2 separate regions of the Mus musculus genome follow, and region 1 is linked to region 2. A link is a contact called in public HiChIP or PLAC-seq data. All regions are on one chromosome and are shown on one strand. The core of a region is the stretch at or near the end of the contact, and the rest is flanking DNA. Distances in the headings are between cores, read along the strand shown.

Evidence for each region. HiChIP or PLAC-seq counts read pairs in DNA pulled down with a chosen protein or histone mark.
Region 1: an HNF4G HiChIP or PLAC-seq map of pancreatic cancer cells shows a contact between it and region 2. The contact joins two enhancer-like sites. A contact is called at or near these places in 3 of 484 Hi-C or Micro-C datasets (Sertoli cells, embryonic fibroblasts and muscle stem cells) and 2 of 115 datasets of contacts at active chromatin or transcription factors (Th17 cells and pancreatic cancer cells).

Annotation. Positions count from the first base shown.
Region 1 is chr4:32,387,272-32,394,337 of GRCm38.p6, reverse strand. It overlaps a transcript of Bach2 not described here. Among named protein-coding and RNA genes, the nearest start is that of Bach2, 27 kb to the left of the region's middle. Within about 2 kb of position 5,452, at least 94 of the 459 cell types and tissues checked have an H3K27ac peak or open chromatin away from gene starts, as enhancers often do. A contact at or near this core is called in pancreatic cancer cells, where this site is marked.
Region 2 is chr4:32,169,688-32,177,298 of GRCm38.p6, reverse strand. All of the region lies in intron 1 of Gm42266 (a long non-coding RNA gene), which reads left to right. Among named protein-coding and RNA genes, the nearest start is that of Gm52717, 13 kb to the right of the region's middle. Within about 2 kb of position 2,373, at least 22 of the 459 cell types and tissues checked have an H3K27ac peak or open chromatin away from gene starts, as enhancers often do. A contact at or near this core is called in pancreatic cancer cells, where this site is marked.

The DNA of each region.
Region 1 (7,066 bases), core at 4,203-6,702, 210 kb before region 2:
CTCTGGGGTCCTTGAAATGGCAGCTCATGTCAACACACACATTCACTCAGGGTTTCCTTCTCACCCTACCCTCATCTGAATGTAAGGTTTGCTGCAGCACTCTCAAGGGGACCTTTCTCTCATGCTGTTTCTGCCAGCTGGGCACACTTGGCTGTTAAGTGATGATCGTATCATGATTCTCTGGCCTCCAGTGGAGCCTGTCCTGACTGCCTTTCCCTAATTAGGTTAGGTTCAATCAGCAGCAACCAAGATAGAGAGATTTAATGAGACCCAACAATGAGAATGATTCATAAATTCTACAAACCAATTTAAACAATAATGTCCATCATCTCATTATTTAAGCTACCACACACATTATAGGGAAATGTTTAACAGTTCAACTTTCCATTTGACATGTGGTGCCAGTTTACCAAAGACCCTCAAGTTTGAATATGTTAGATTAGAGATTAGCTACAGAGACTACTATCTAAATGTATATACCAGTGCATGTACACACATGCATACGCGCGCGCACACACACACACACACACACACACACATACACACACACACAATGGCTAGTTGTTTCTTGAAAACATTCAGAATTATCCAATAACTGCAAAAGTTGATGCAAAGATGGAATTGATATTTACTGATGGTTCTTTGAAAATATTTTTAAGTGAAATAAATATCTTCAGTGCTTAATTAACTAGGACAAACAATCTCTTAGAATATAATATTCACTTTGAAAAACACCCAACTACTGACTGGGGCCTATCCAGATGATTTTGAAGCCCAACTTTAAAACTTGTACCCTTGTGTATGAGAAAAGCTATGCTGTGCCCATCAAAGAGTGAATGTGTCAGAATCAGAGAGATGCTCATCTTCCTTTGTGGTATTTACTGTAATCTGTCTGTGACTAGGTAAGTGAGTTTTCTCAGGCCTGGAAACACTGAGGGCACAGATGCCAGGGGATTCTTATGTGAAAGGAACACAGACCGAGTCTGGCATAGTCACACTTCTGTTAGCTGTATGTCCTGCCCCACTGACTCATTCACCTCGTTCATCAGGTACTAAGGGTATCAATGACCAGGATGGGTGTCCCCACGAACCCTCAAAATGGAGAGAGGACCCGGAAGATAGTAATGGATTTAAAATGAAAGCCATAATAATAAGGCCACAATGGTCTACATTTTCATGGAGCAGAGAGTCTTTGGGTCTGTTTTGTTATCCTCAGAACAGGAATAGAAATGTTTGCCTTTATTCCAGTAAGGACCAGACTCTGTTTGTATGCTGTACAAACGGAAGTGGGGGCTGGGGGTGGTACTGTCTTTAGGAAGGGGAAGGACATAAATACAGAAGGTGGTGGAGGGAAAGGGGAACAGCAGGATCTGTTAAGGGAAATGGGAAAAGGGGGATGGGAGAAGTAAGTTCAGAAGAGGGATGTGTGTACAAAAACAATAAGGATGTCTGAAAAAGCCAAAGCTATCATACTATTAACTACTATCCCCAGCAAAACAAAATACCAAACACAAACTTTATGATTCACATTCATGGGCTCTTCTGAACGTGCTTAATATTGGCTTATAGCATCCTTGACTCAGTGAAGCCTTGCTGCAGATCATACTGTCCTAAAGCAGGCTCCTGTGTTTGGCAGAACCCTTCTTCCACGTGGTGACTATTCATCTTTGAGACGGGATTTTACCTGTGAGCTTCTTGGAGTAGAAAGTCTCTTAACTGATACACCTAAGTCAAGCTTCTCCAGGACATCTCAGCGTTCTGCATCCCACCATAGAGCACACTTATAAAACCTTTGTCCAATGGATGCTCTCAGGCTGGTCCTGGGGCACAACCACTGCCTGTGGGAGAGCCGCACACTTAAAAATGCCAGCATTACTTGTTATAACAATTATAGAATCTGATGAAATATTTGAGCCAGGGCAATTTGAGTATGAAAGTAATTTTAATGAAAATTTACAGTGATAAAAGATATGAATGACATAAGTCATTGAAAGAAATCTGCTATTGAGTTGGAAATGATGCAACAGTGAGAGATTAAAAAATCATTAAAAACTGATTTTGTAGTCAGATTATGTTGCAAGGTTTTAAAAAGTCTTCCATTTAAAAGACTGAAATTAGAAATCTCTATTAATGTGTGTGACAGGACCCAGGCATCCAAACCAGCAGACCCCAGGTCCAAGATGAGACTGGGACTCACCCAAAGGCTGATAAATAGTAAATAACTATTTACTCATAACTTTCAGAGAAACACATTATTTAGTCTATGTAACATGCATATTTTAAAAGGTATCTTCCCACTACCAAGAAAACAACTGAGCCGCAGTCAGGTCAGCTTATAAAGGTTCTATCTTCAAAGTCAACCATGAACACTGGAAATATAAGCAAACTGGAAATTCTTCTCCTTGTTGTTTCTGATTTTTAAATTTAAAAAATTATTCTCCATGGTCATTAATTTATTTCATTAAATATTTTTAATTAAAAGTATACACACACTACACACACACACACACACACACACACACACATATACACACAAGTTTCACATATCCTGAATTAAGTAGGGTTTATGTATCTTAAGGAGAGAAGAGGTCAAATATTTCCATTCACATATGTCCTAATAGTTGGCTGTTTGGATTTCTGGCATGAGGCTACCTGCATATTAGTAAGATCAGTTTGGCTGGAGTTTAGTTTAGACTTTCCAGGTAGCAAAGGCTAGACCTGCCCATTGAAAGGCTGATTATGGGTCGATGGCAGACACCTGTCATGTACGAGCAGGGTTCCCTTTTACTAATCTAGTTCTCCTCTTGTCTATTTTGGTAAATGACTCACGTCTTGGCCACGCATACCACGGCCCCTGCATTATTTTTGTGGGGCTGTGACTCACAACACTTCCCTGGGGATGTCCAAGGTTGTGCATGACCAGACACTGGCAAAGCATTTTTGAGAAACCTCATCCTCAACTGTAAAGACCAAGTGTGAGAAACAAATCATAGCGTGTACTGCACATGGATGATGCAAAGAAGACGAAGGGAGCTGAACTGTGCTATGACCTCTCTACCCCAAGAATACGTGTCAGTGTCTTAACTTCCGGAACATGTAATTATGACCTTATCTGGAAACAGGGGTGGCTGAAGATGTAATTGTTGGTCTCAAGAGTAAGTTGTCCTGTTTCATCTGTGTGGCCTAAATCCAATTACAAATGTCCTTAGATGCCAAGGTCCTGAGAAGATGGAGTCAGCTATGCGAAGCAGGCGGCCATGGCCAATAAACACTCATATAAATACCCAATAAACGCTTGTAGCAAAAGCTGCAAGAGACAAGGAATGGGCCTCTCGGGGTCTCGGGAGAACGCATCCTGCTGACTTCTTACTTTGAGACTTCTGGCCTTCAGAACCAAGTGGACATAGTTCTTCTGTTTCAAGGCACCAAGTTCATGATTTGTTCCAACAGCTCCAGGAAATGGCTGCAGGATAACTGGACAGATTATCTGGAGATAGGTCAGAAATCCAGCACCCACCTCTTCCTCCAGAGAACGGTGAAAGGAGAGTGAGCAAGGCCAATGATGGGAGCCTCTAATGTCATGCCTGTCTCAAAGCTGCCGGGCGAGGAATCTGAGGACTGGGTCAGTGTGTGTTAGAATCACCCAAGGGGACTTTTGGAAAAGCTCACGTCTTCATGTAAGGATGGTCCAATCAGAATGTTTGAGGCTAGCCTATAGAACCTGTGTAATTCTGATGATCTGCCATCCTTAAAAATGACAGGTCTAGGTGCTCTGCCCTCCATGAGTGTTCAAGTAGACCTGGAAACGAACCACAGAAATGATTGCTGAATGTATAGTCAACACAGGTTGGGCTCCATGGGTTTGGAGTAGGGGGAGCAGGGAGACAGAGCAAGGAGGAGAGAGACGGAGAGCCTCGCTGCCTGACCCGACCCTCCCCGCAAAGAACGTCAACAATATTAAATACTGTAGAAGGAAAAGATGAAAAATTACCAAGACTGACAGTCTTGGGGGAGCAAGATTCCTAAGCATCTGTCTACACACAGGACCACAGTTTAATCCCAGGGGTCAATGTGATTTGGGGACCAGCAGTAAGAACACCAGGGAGCCTGGCAACAACAAACTGGACTCAGGTCCTCCTTCCTGCCCTGCACTATGCCTGAGCACTTGAGGAGACGCTGTCTCTAAAGACGCAAGCACTTCGTAGCCTGCCTTTAAGCATCTGTCCTTGGTGGTGAGTACAGACCACCAGCATTTGGGGGTTTGAGAAGCCAGGCCATGCACACGCATCTCATTTTGCATGGGGTTTCTCACACTTTTGCAGTTGCTAAAGCTTTCCCAATAATTTTAATCTGTGTGATTATGTGATACTTGAAAATAACAACTAATTGATTTTTTTCCACCTCAAATTCCCTATCAATGATCACAGAGCTGAATACCCCCTTTATACAGCTAGTGGCCACCTGTGTTTCTCTGTGAACTGATTTTTTTTTTGTTCTTTTTGCTTGTCGCCTGTCTAATGTTAATAGCTATAGGAGAAGCTGTATTAACTCGAGATTTAGAAATTCAGTTTAATCACAATGAAAAGACACGAAGATGGGGTGGGGGAGGGGAAGCAAGGAAAATTAAATGTTCCCCCCAAAAAAGGAGGATAATCAAAAGATTAGTTTGTGTGTTTATTTATAGACACTGGGTACAGCAATCCAGTGATTAGGCAAATTAATGCAGCTGTGTGGGATCGCGGCGCTGGGATCAGCCCCCACGTCCTTTTCAGATGATGCCACCTGTCATTTAAGTATTTTGCATTTGCCTTTTATGTTCCATACATTTCATGATGATTCTTACTTGAAAACACTCTCAGTTAACTCGTTGAGGGCTCTAACACGTTTCCACCTCTTTCTCTCTTCTACAGTCAGGAATGGAGTGAACCGAGCACAGCCCAGACTGAGAGGAGGATGGGACGTTTGCCTCAGAAGACCACTCCTCTCCACATGCCCATCTCTTAGGAAAGAGGAAAGGTCTACTCTTCCACTGCGTAGCAAACTGGATCCCTGCCAACATCGTTTGACAAAGTAAGAGCAAGATGTCGTGTGCTGGCTTGAGAGCAGGAGCCTGTGCAGCCAGTCCCTGCCCCTGCCTCGGGATGCACTCAGTCCTTACTGCCCTCAGAGAGCCCAATCCTGTCATGTCCCAGAGTCACAAGATCATATCTGGCACATATGACCCATGTCACCAGTGAGTGTTTGGGGTCTTCCCTGAGGGCTCCTGGAAATAAATGATGCTGAAGAAGACCCAATCCATTTACCCCCTGTGTCCCCTCGGGACCTATAGGTCTCCCCTGTTTCTGGAGTATGATGTGTGCCCAGTGAAAGCACTGTACCAGGTGAGGAGGCAGTCTCTAGCCTCTGCTGTGTGGTCTGTGAGCTACAAACAGGTTTAACATGTCTATAATGCACGTCAGGCAACTGAGGAAATGTAAAGCATGAAGAAAGGGACTTTAGGAACAAAACAGGAGGGTGACTGTATCCAGCAGGTTTAACATAAACACAGGAAACCCACGCCTCTGCAGCTGGGCCGGCTAACACACCTACCGTAGCTTCTAGACGGAGGATGGTATATTTAAGTTTTTTGTTTTTCTTTTTTGTAGATGTGAAAGGAACGGACAGCTCTGTACAGATCTCAAAATGAGGGTCAGAGTCACGGATGCTCATCACTGGCGTGTCGTAGAATGCTTTGGGAGCTGCTATGTGTCACAGAGCATGCTGGAGAGAAAGTGCTGGTCTGGTTTGGCTAGTCACCCCAATATCTAGATGGCAGACAGAGTAGAGAGAAAATGGAGATCCCTAAACAAACAGAAACACAGAGCTACCTATAGGTACACACAGAGCTCCATCAGGTGTTAAGTCAAGAGAGAGACTGTTTTAACTGTGTGGATGAAGCTCAGCAGAATACGCAAGGCTACTGCCACAAAATGTAAAAAACCCATAGGCTCTCTTTCAAATCAGTATTGGACACAGTATGTGTCTTTGTATCTTGCTCCATGTGGTGGCTCTCTAATCAATTAGGGACAAAAAAAAAAAAAACACCTCAAGGTGGCCCACAAGTTCTAGAGCCAATTCTCAAACAGCAAGAAGTGTCCAAATGCCCAGAGGCACAGGCCGACTCAGCTGCACACATTCCAAATCCTCCCATTTCTTGTGGTCAATAGAAGAAAGGAAACCGCCGAAAGATAAGCAACAGGAGTGGCGGTGACTTTCTGTTCCTTGTATTTCAGCCAGCTTCCTGTGTGTGTGTGTGTGTGTGTGTGTGTGTGTGTGTGTGTGTGTATGCGCCCGCTGCTCTGCCTCACTCCCCCCTCACGGGGGTGGGGGTGGGGGACAGCAAGCTGTTGACAACTCCTACTGTACAGAGTTGTTCATGCTGCAAAAGTGTTTACTGCTCACAAGTGACTCTCAAAATTAATTCACAGCAGCAACACCAGAGGAAAGCTTTGACAGACCGTCTTATGTGTTGACACAGTTATAAGTTGTTGGATTAAAAAAAGCAACACACTTTCCCTCTTTTCCAGCCCAGACCCACCCAAATTGCTCCAAATAGAGAGCAGGAACCATGTCTGATTTGCAAATACCATCCTGTAAGTGGCTGCTTCTGGCTCTGGGGTTTGTGGCTTCGGGCATCAGAAGGATGTGGCCCTCACTTCTGAGGTGGAAAAGACTAAAGTTTGTTCACCTCAGCCTCCTTCGGAGGTCAGGGAAGCCATTTTCCCTTCAACAGCTCTTCTCCCCTGGGCAAGCCTCAGGCAGCAGGTGGGAAAGAGGGATAGGGCTCGATGTTAAACCTCAGCAGACACAGGGCCACCACAACAGCCCCCACCCCACCCCTCCCCACACAATACACTTCCCTCTTCCTTTCAGAAACAGCAATCCACTCCTGGCAATGGCTTCAGGGAGTCTGGGGAGACGGGCTTTGCTTGCTCCGAAATAATTTACAGTAAAAATAAAATCAGAAAGAATGTGGTGTGATTTAACCAACTCAAGCTACTGAAGATAATTAGAGTAAAAGAAAGGG
Region 2 (7,611 bases), core at 1,124-3,623:
TAGTTCCTGTCCCCTGATTAGATTAGAGGCTCACTAAGAGAAAGGCGGTGTTCCTGGAGCATCCACAGGGTGAAGTGAGAGGGAGGAAGCCAGTTGAAGCTCTCAAGTGGCAGCTCTGACTTTTCTCTGTGGGAGCAGCTTTTGTGGAAGTCCACCACAACCAAAGGTTTCCTTGCACAGAGATGGATTTTGAGCAAGTTCATTCATTAGGAACACGGGCATCCTCTTAACTTTCTGTTATACTCCTGTATCACTTTAAAGTCTTTCTAGCTCCCTGGGGTTTTAAGTGCAACAAATCCATACACACACAGCTTTTTCCAATATATCCAGAGCCTCAGGCATCATAAAATTTTATAGCAGAAAGTGACCTTGGAAATGATCTATTTCAATGCTTCATTTCACAGATAGGGAAATTGAGTTATCCAGGGGTTAAACGACTTGTCAAAGGTTAGTATTCAGGAAGAGGTAGAAGCAGGGCTTAAACTCATTTCCTGCCCTCCCCCCCCCCTTTGTCTACCAAAATTATGTGAGATGCTCCCAGAGCTAGGCTGTAAACTAACAAAGAAGGATCTTGCTTCAAGTAGAATGCTGAATTGTGAATGGCCTTACTCTCCCTTTGTGCAGGACAGTAGTCTCTGGTATATATTCAAAGCATATGCTAATGACCACTTTTAAATTCTTGGGCAGTTCTTAAATTTCAAAGGACTAAAACAGCTGCCTAAAGAACATAAAGGGAGTAATGTGGGTTCTTTGTGGAAGGGAGAAGAGGTGTGTCCTTAGGTCTACCCTGTGTTCGCTTTGTCCACTTACCAGCCATTAACAAAAGATATTGTCAGATACTAACGCCAAGGGAATGGTTGCCAATGCCAACAGACCTTGTACACTATTCTCTGGAAGATATAATTTATCCATTGGAGAAATAAAGAACTCCTTTTAGATTTCCAGTGCCCATTTCACACATACACAAACACACACACACACACACACACACACACACCACCACCACCACCACCACCACCACCACCACCACCACCACACCACATGGTCTTAGCATTGTCTTTGATTAATTCAGACCCCTTGAAGTTCACGTCGTCTCAAGAGAAATGTGCTTCTTCTTACTGCAGAGGTTAAGTCTAAAGGAAATTGAGTGTGTTTGCTCGATTTTAGTAGTTTGACCTCTGAATATATGGTCAGCCAGACGGGGAGGTGGGAACAGGCCATCCACAAGCTGAATTAAAGCGGAGTCCTGGCATCGCTCAGGAAAGCCTTCCCCCACCTGCTTCTCATTTCCTCTAGTTATTTCTGGTAATGAAGGTTGGAACTGTGGCTATATATTTTGAAGGTCTTGAAGGTCTATATATTTTTCTCTTATACAATATGCTAGTGATTAAGTATATGTCTCTGTCCACAGGAAAAAGACAAGACCTAAATGTTCCTGAAAGAATAGGAAAACCCCTTTAAGGACATTTCCTTAAAGGTTGACCACACCTGCCTTTCGACTTGCCTCGTACAGTTCTGCTTGGAAGTCTGTCTGCCACAGTGCAGTCTTCTGACCTGGCCATTGTCATCTGAGATAATTCTTATTGTTCTGAATGCTGGCTTTGGCCTTCATGATGGGCCAGAATGGCAAAGCGGAATAATAAAATCCACTCATTTTTAAAGACTGTGGGAGATGTCTCAGGGAGATCGAGGGCATTCGGATGAGAAAACAGCCCTTCCTGAACTCATTTTTTGCTCCAGCTTTTAATTCTCCAGTCATCTCCCAGGCAGGAATGATGTCTGTATCAGAAGAACGGAATGCATGCTCAAAAAAAAATCGCCAATTGGAGCCATCCCTTGGGAGCTTTTAGCATAATTTGTGATTGAGTTCAAGCCTGGAATTTGGCCCGGCCCCTAATCAATCCTTAGGTATTTCTGTTCTTTTCAAATTCCTGGGGCAGGCTGCCCATCTTGTTATGGCCTTCACTTGACATTCTGAAGTACAACATATCGATTGTCACTTTGCTCTCCCCCTGTCTGGTAGCTCCGTAGTTTCTCACTGATGAGAGGGGATATGTGATATGTATTCATGCACACAGGAGCTGCATGCTTGGGATTCACATTGGCCTGCATGTCTGTTGTGCCCAGAAATCATGAGAGGCAGTCAGCTCAGCCCCTCCCTGAAATCTGATGTGTATATATTATGAGGAGGAGTGAAGAGGGCACTTGGATCTATGCATCTGCTTGCAATTTCCTAATGGAATCTGGCAGAAGAGCTTTGAGGTAGGATAGGTTCCAGTAAAAAGCGCGTTCACAGAAGCTCGTCCCCCCAGACTTGACACCTATTTGCCCTCCGAGAGCACTGGGGAGATGAATCACGGAATGAGTCAGCGTTGGGTCAGCAAAGACTAATACCCTGATGAGAAGGGGGAGAAGACTCTAATTGTGTCCTTTTTAATCAGAGCATATGCTTAGAGGAAGAATCGAGGTAGGCAAGGTCCTGAAGGGGAAAGCATTTCATTATCAAAGACCAGGACTTCTGTATCATGCTGGGCTTTGGTGCTGTAGTTTGGACGGGGCGAGCTAGAAATTATCTTAAAGCAGAGAGCATGGAGCTGCCACTGAGACTGGAAGAGAATAGATCTGAGGAGTAGCGGTCTTCCATCTCGGAGTACCACTCTTAGGTGTGGAGAGCATCTCGAGGCTAGAAACACAACTGAGAATGCTTTCTCCGCCTTCGTCGGTGCATCACGGTGGCCCCCTCTTCGTCTGAGTGGACGGGGCTGTAAATTTAAACCAGAGACATCAAAGCAAGCTTTCAAAAGCTCCCTTGTGCCTAAATCCACCCTCTTCAGACCTTGGTCTGCTTTCCATCGTGGTCCAAGTATGACAAGGGTTGTGGGGACGCTTGCACAGTGGAAAGGGGATTTGGTGTCTGTGGTGGCAATCTAAGGAATCGACAAGTCCCAGAACTTAGTGATTCTCTGTGTACAGTTTTCAAATAAATCTCTGTCTACGGGAGTCCCGTGTCCTAAGGTAAATGTAAGAGAGATTCCTTATTTGGGATGTTCACCCAGTTTGCGTGGGACAAGAAGGCCTTTCTATAATGCATATCTTTCTCCAGAATCGGCGTGGATGAAATGCTGCAGTGTCGCTACATAGCCATGGGAACAAACATCCTGACCTTTGAGCATGATGGCTAATCTTGACTGTGCTTGGTTGAATTGAAAGAGGCCCAGATGCACGTAACAACTGTCTGTTGCCACTCAGCTCTAGAAGATCCAGCATCCTCTTCTAGTATCTGAGAGCACTCCACGTGCTTGGTGCACAGACAGACACACAAGCAAAACACTCATATACATAAAATAAGAATAATAAACATAAACGTAGGAGAGAACGCGAAAAAGGAAAGGGGTCTAGATGGATGTGGCACGCCTCTGCATGCATCTATAAAGGGATTTCCAGAGACAACTGGATCATGAGGACTTAGGTCTAATCAATGGCTTATTGCACTTATGGGATCAAAATCTGAATTGACCATTGGGAGGTGGTACAGCCTTGGAAGGTGGACCTGGTTAGGGAAAGAGGTCACGGTGCCTCTGAGAGAATGTCTGGGCTCTGGCCTCTTGTTGCTCTTCTTTTACTCCGAGCCAGCAAGAGGTGGGCAGCCTCTGGTGTGTCCCACCATACCATTTCCACCATTATGTCCAGCTTCACTTTAGGGCCCAGGCAGTGGGTTCAGGGGTCATGTTTTGAAATTGTGACTTAATAAACCTTCCTTCCCCTAAGTTGTTTATGTCAGGTGTTTCACCACAGAGATGAGAACCAAATGCTTACTTTCTTTAAAAAAGATGACCCCATTGTCATTTTCCCCTCAGCAATTGCTGATGGATGTAAATAAGGACCATATTTGTTTAGGGTTCACCTAAGCAGCAAAGCCTTGGTTATGGATATGTCCTTCCTTCAAAATGTTAGGCTTATCTTTATAACTTCAAAATGTTAAGCTTATCTTTTTAACTTCATATGTGTGCTCTGGATTTGCATATTAACTCCCCACTTCCTTCTCCAACCTTTTCCATGCCCCTCCCCAACTCCCTCTCCAGTTCATGGGCTCTTTTTCTTTATCGGTTACACACAGAGAGTGTCTTAATTGGGGTTGCTATTGCTATGATGATATCGTGAGCGAGGGAGGGTAAGTTGGGGAAGAAAGGGTTCATTTGACTTACACTGACATAATCTGTCATTAGAGGAAGTCAGGGAAGGAACCTGGAGGCAGGAGTTGATGCAGAGGCCATGGATGGTGCTGCTTACTGGCTCGATCACTTTGGCTCGCTCAACCTACTTTCTTATAGAACCCAGGATCATCAGTCCCTGGGTGGCACCAAGCACAATGGCCTGTGCCCTGCCCCATCAAATCGCTGGTTTAAAAGAAATGCCTTACAGGTTTGCCTACAGCCAAATCTTTGGAGACATTTCCTTAATTGAGGTTCCTTCCTCTCAGGTGACTTTAGTTTGTGTCAAGTTGACATAAAACTATCCAACACACACACACAAATAAATACATAATAAAGCATGCTGAGTTCATTTCATTTTCTTTGCATACATGTTTTTAGGATAGACCACTTGGCATCGGATAACCAGTTGTGAGCTAATCCCCGGGGAAGATTATCTCTTTCTCATCTGTTAATTTCCTGCAGCTCTTCACCTAGCCGTGAGATCCCCCCATCCACATTGGAATGTCAAAAGTATTGCCATTGTTTAGGGTAGGCAGCCATATTGTTAGGATTTCCTGGCTGCTTTTCTGCAGCCATCATATCCTGGTTCTCTGTCTTTCATCCTTACAGTCCAAAGTTCCTTACGATCTTTTCATCCCATCTCCCACAATGCTCTCTTATGTGTGGGAATTGTGCTGTAGATGCATCAACGGGAGTGGACCAGAGCATTCCTGTGTGGTTAGATGAACTTGAAGCTACAGTCAGGTTCCTCTCACTGTATCAGAGGTACACCACAGCACTTTCCAACTACCATTCCTATTAGTTTATGAACAGTCCACACCCTCAAAAGACCCAGTCTTCCTTATATCCGTGTGCATTGTGGTTTTGAACCACAATGAGGAATTTTCAAAAGAACTATGGAAAGAAATGCATTTAAAAGGAGATCCCAAAAAATAAAAAAATAATAATAATAAAAGGAGATTCCAATTGTTATAAGAGAGGCTTCATCCAGCAACTGACGGAAACAGTGGGCGCAGATGGATGCAGAGACCTACAGCCAAACATTAGTCTGAGCTTGGGGAATCCTACGGAAGAGGGGTCAAGGACACCATAGAAAAGTCCACAGAATCAACTAACCAGGGCTCATAGGGGCTCGTGGCGACTGAGGCAGCAGCTGGGGATCCTGATAGGTCTGACCTAGGTCTTCTGCATATATGTTATGTTGTGTAGCTTGGTGTTCTTGTGGGACTCCTAACAGTGGAAGTGGGGATGGCTGTCTCTGACTCTTTTGCCTGTTCATGAGACCGTTTTCCTCTTGCTGAGTTACCTTGTCCAACCTTCATAAGGGTTTGTGCCTAGTCTTGTTGTAACTTGCTATACCATGCTTGGTTGATATCCCTGAGATGCCCGTTCTTTTCTGAAAGGAAATGGAAGAATGGATCTGGGGCGTAGTGGGGATGGTGGGGAGGGATTGGGAGGAGGGAGCGAGGGGGAACTGCCATCGCGATGTAATATGTGAGAGAAGAATAGTTTAAAAAAAAAAAGGAGGTCTGGTCTAACATGATTTGGAAGGGAGTCACCTGATCTCATGAACATACCACCCACTTAATAAATATTCATTAAAATGGTTTTAAAACCCACAACACAGAACCCAAAGCACTTACTTAGTTCACCCTGACCATGGTAGTCTCTCTCTGGAGTATACTGTCCTTTCCTTAGCTATCTGTCTGGGCTGACTTCTTCATTCAATAACATAAGAAGCAAAAACCTTTGCTCGGTAACAACAGACCGACCCTTTTCCTGCTCCTTTTCCATTTCTTCCAACTTGTGCTTACGATGTATTATTAAGAATATCACCCAAAGCTTAGAGACAAGGCGAGATGTCTACAGGCCACTCAAGATTGCTCTCAAGTATTAGTTAGCAAGCTAACCTGAGATTCAGCTGAAGACCAGAGGAAGGAAACACCGACTTCCTAAATTTACTACCAAGGAAGCTGAGGTGCCGAGAGGTTAACACTCAAGTCGTGAACAGTGAGCAGTGGAGTTGACTTTAGAGGCCAGAGCCAAGTGCTTGCCGACCACTTTCCTGCACTCCTTCCCACTGACAGCGACCTTCATCACTGAACTTACCCATCAGCCAAGTGAGGAAGTTGGAAGGAATACCGTTACCCACTGCTAGCTGTAGCGCCTGCAGATAACGTTTTCTGTTAAAGGGAAGGGCAACTGTGTGACATCTCAGGGCGCACAGAAACCAATCCCAGGGGCCGCCCCAGTTCAATGAGGCTCATCCAGAATGCAGTGGCAGCTGACCTCAGGGAGAGTTTTGCTCTCACTGGAGACCTTGGTCTGCAAGACCTCAGGTGGACACTGCTTAATCCGTGGCTAGGTCTCCTGGGTTAACAAATGCTGTTTTCGGGAGATAATGGCTGAGTATTCTATTGACTTGCCTGTGCTCTTTCTCTTTGATAAGGGAGGAGGGCAAGTTCTGGGAGAGGTGTGGCTGAGGGGGTGGGGGAGGGGGAGGGGCCGGTCCATACACTGTAGCATTTGCGACAGGAGGGCTTAGCACTTCCTCCTGCAGCAACTTGACCTTCTGCAGCCCAGACAATGCTTGCTCGCTCCTTTAGATTTTTCTTTTTTTTTTTTTCTTGCTCATTTACCACAGCTGTTTGTTGTTTTCTTAAATGCTAAGCTTTTTATAGCTCTTCAGTTACTTATAAAAAGTATCAGTTATTCAGGCCATATGAGCACCATCTCAGTGCTGGTCTAATGAGCAGCCAGAACACTGAAGGCCTATTTCTGTCACTTCTATTTTTTCACGGCCTCCTGCCCCCTCTCCTGACTCTCACGACTTCCCTCTTTGGACTCGTGTGACTTCAGGATTTGGAATTCACTAAAGTGTTGGTCTTTGCTGTTTAGGAATAACTCGTCAGTGACTCACCTCTTAGTCTGTTTTTGGCTCTCCACTGTTAAATGGGGAATGGGGACCTCACCCTGCAAGCCACAGCTGCTTTCAGAGCTGTTGAGGGTCTCACACCTGCACGAGTGCACCTGTGTGCTCTAATGGTTGTCAAATTCCCACTAAGGATCTCACTAAACAAGTGATAACTTTCCAGTCCGCATCCTCTATGGAGAAGAGTGAGGGCTGGCCGCACGGCGAATCCTGGTAGGATCAGAGGAAGAAGCCTGGGAAAGGGTACAATCAAGAAAGGGGGGTTGTATATTTGAGGGAACTAGGCGATCTCTCTGGCTCTTGGGCGGGGTTTTTTTTCTTTTTTCTTTCTTTTTTTTTTTTTTTTTACAGTGATATCTGTGTGTTGTGCACACATTCTGTAACTGCTTCTTGTGATGAACATACATCTTTGGGGAAAATATTATGCACTTACTGGAAGATGACATCATTGTGAACAACATGGAG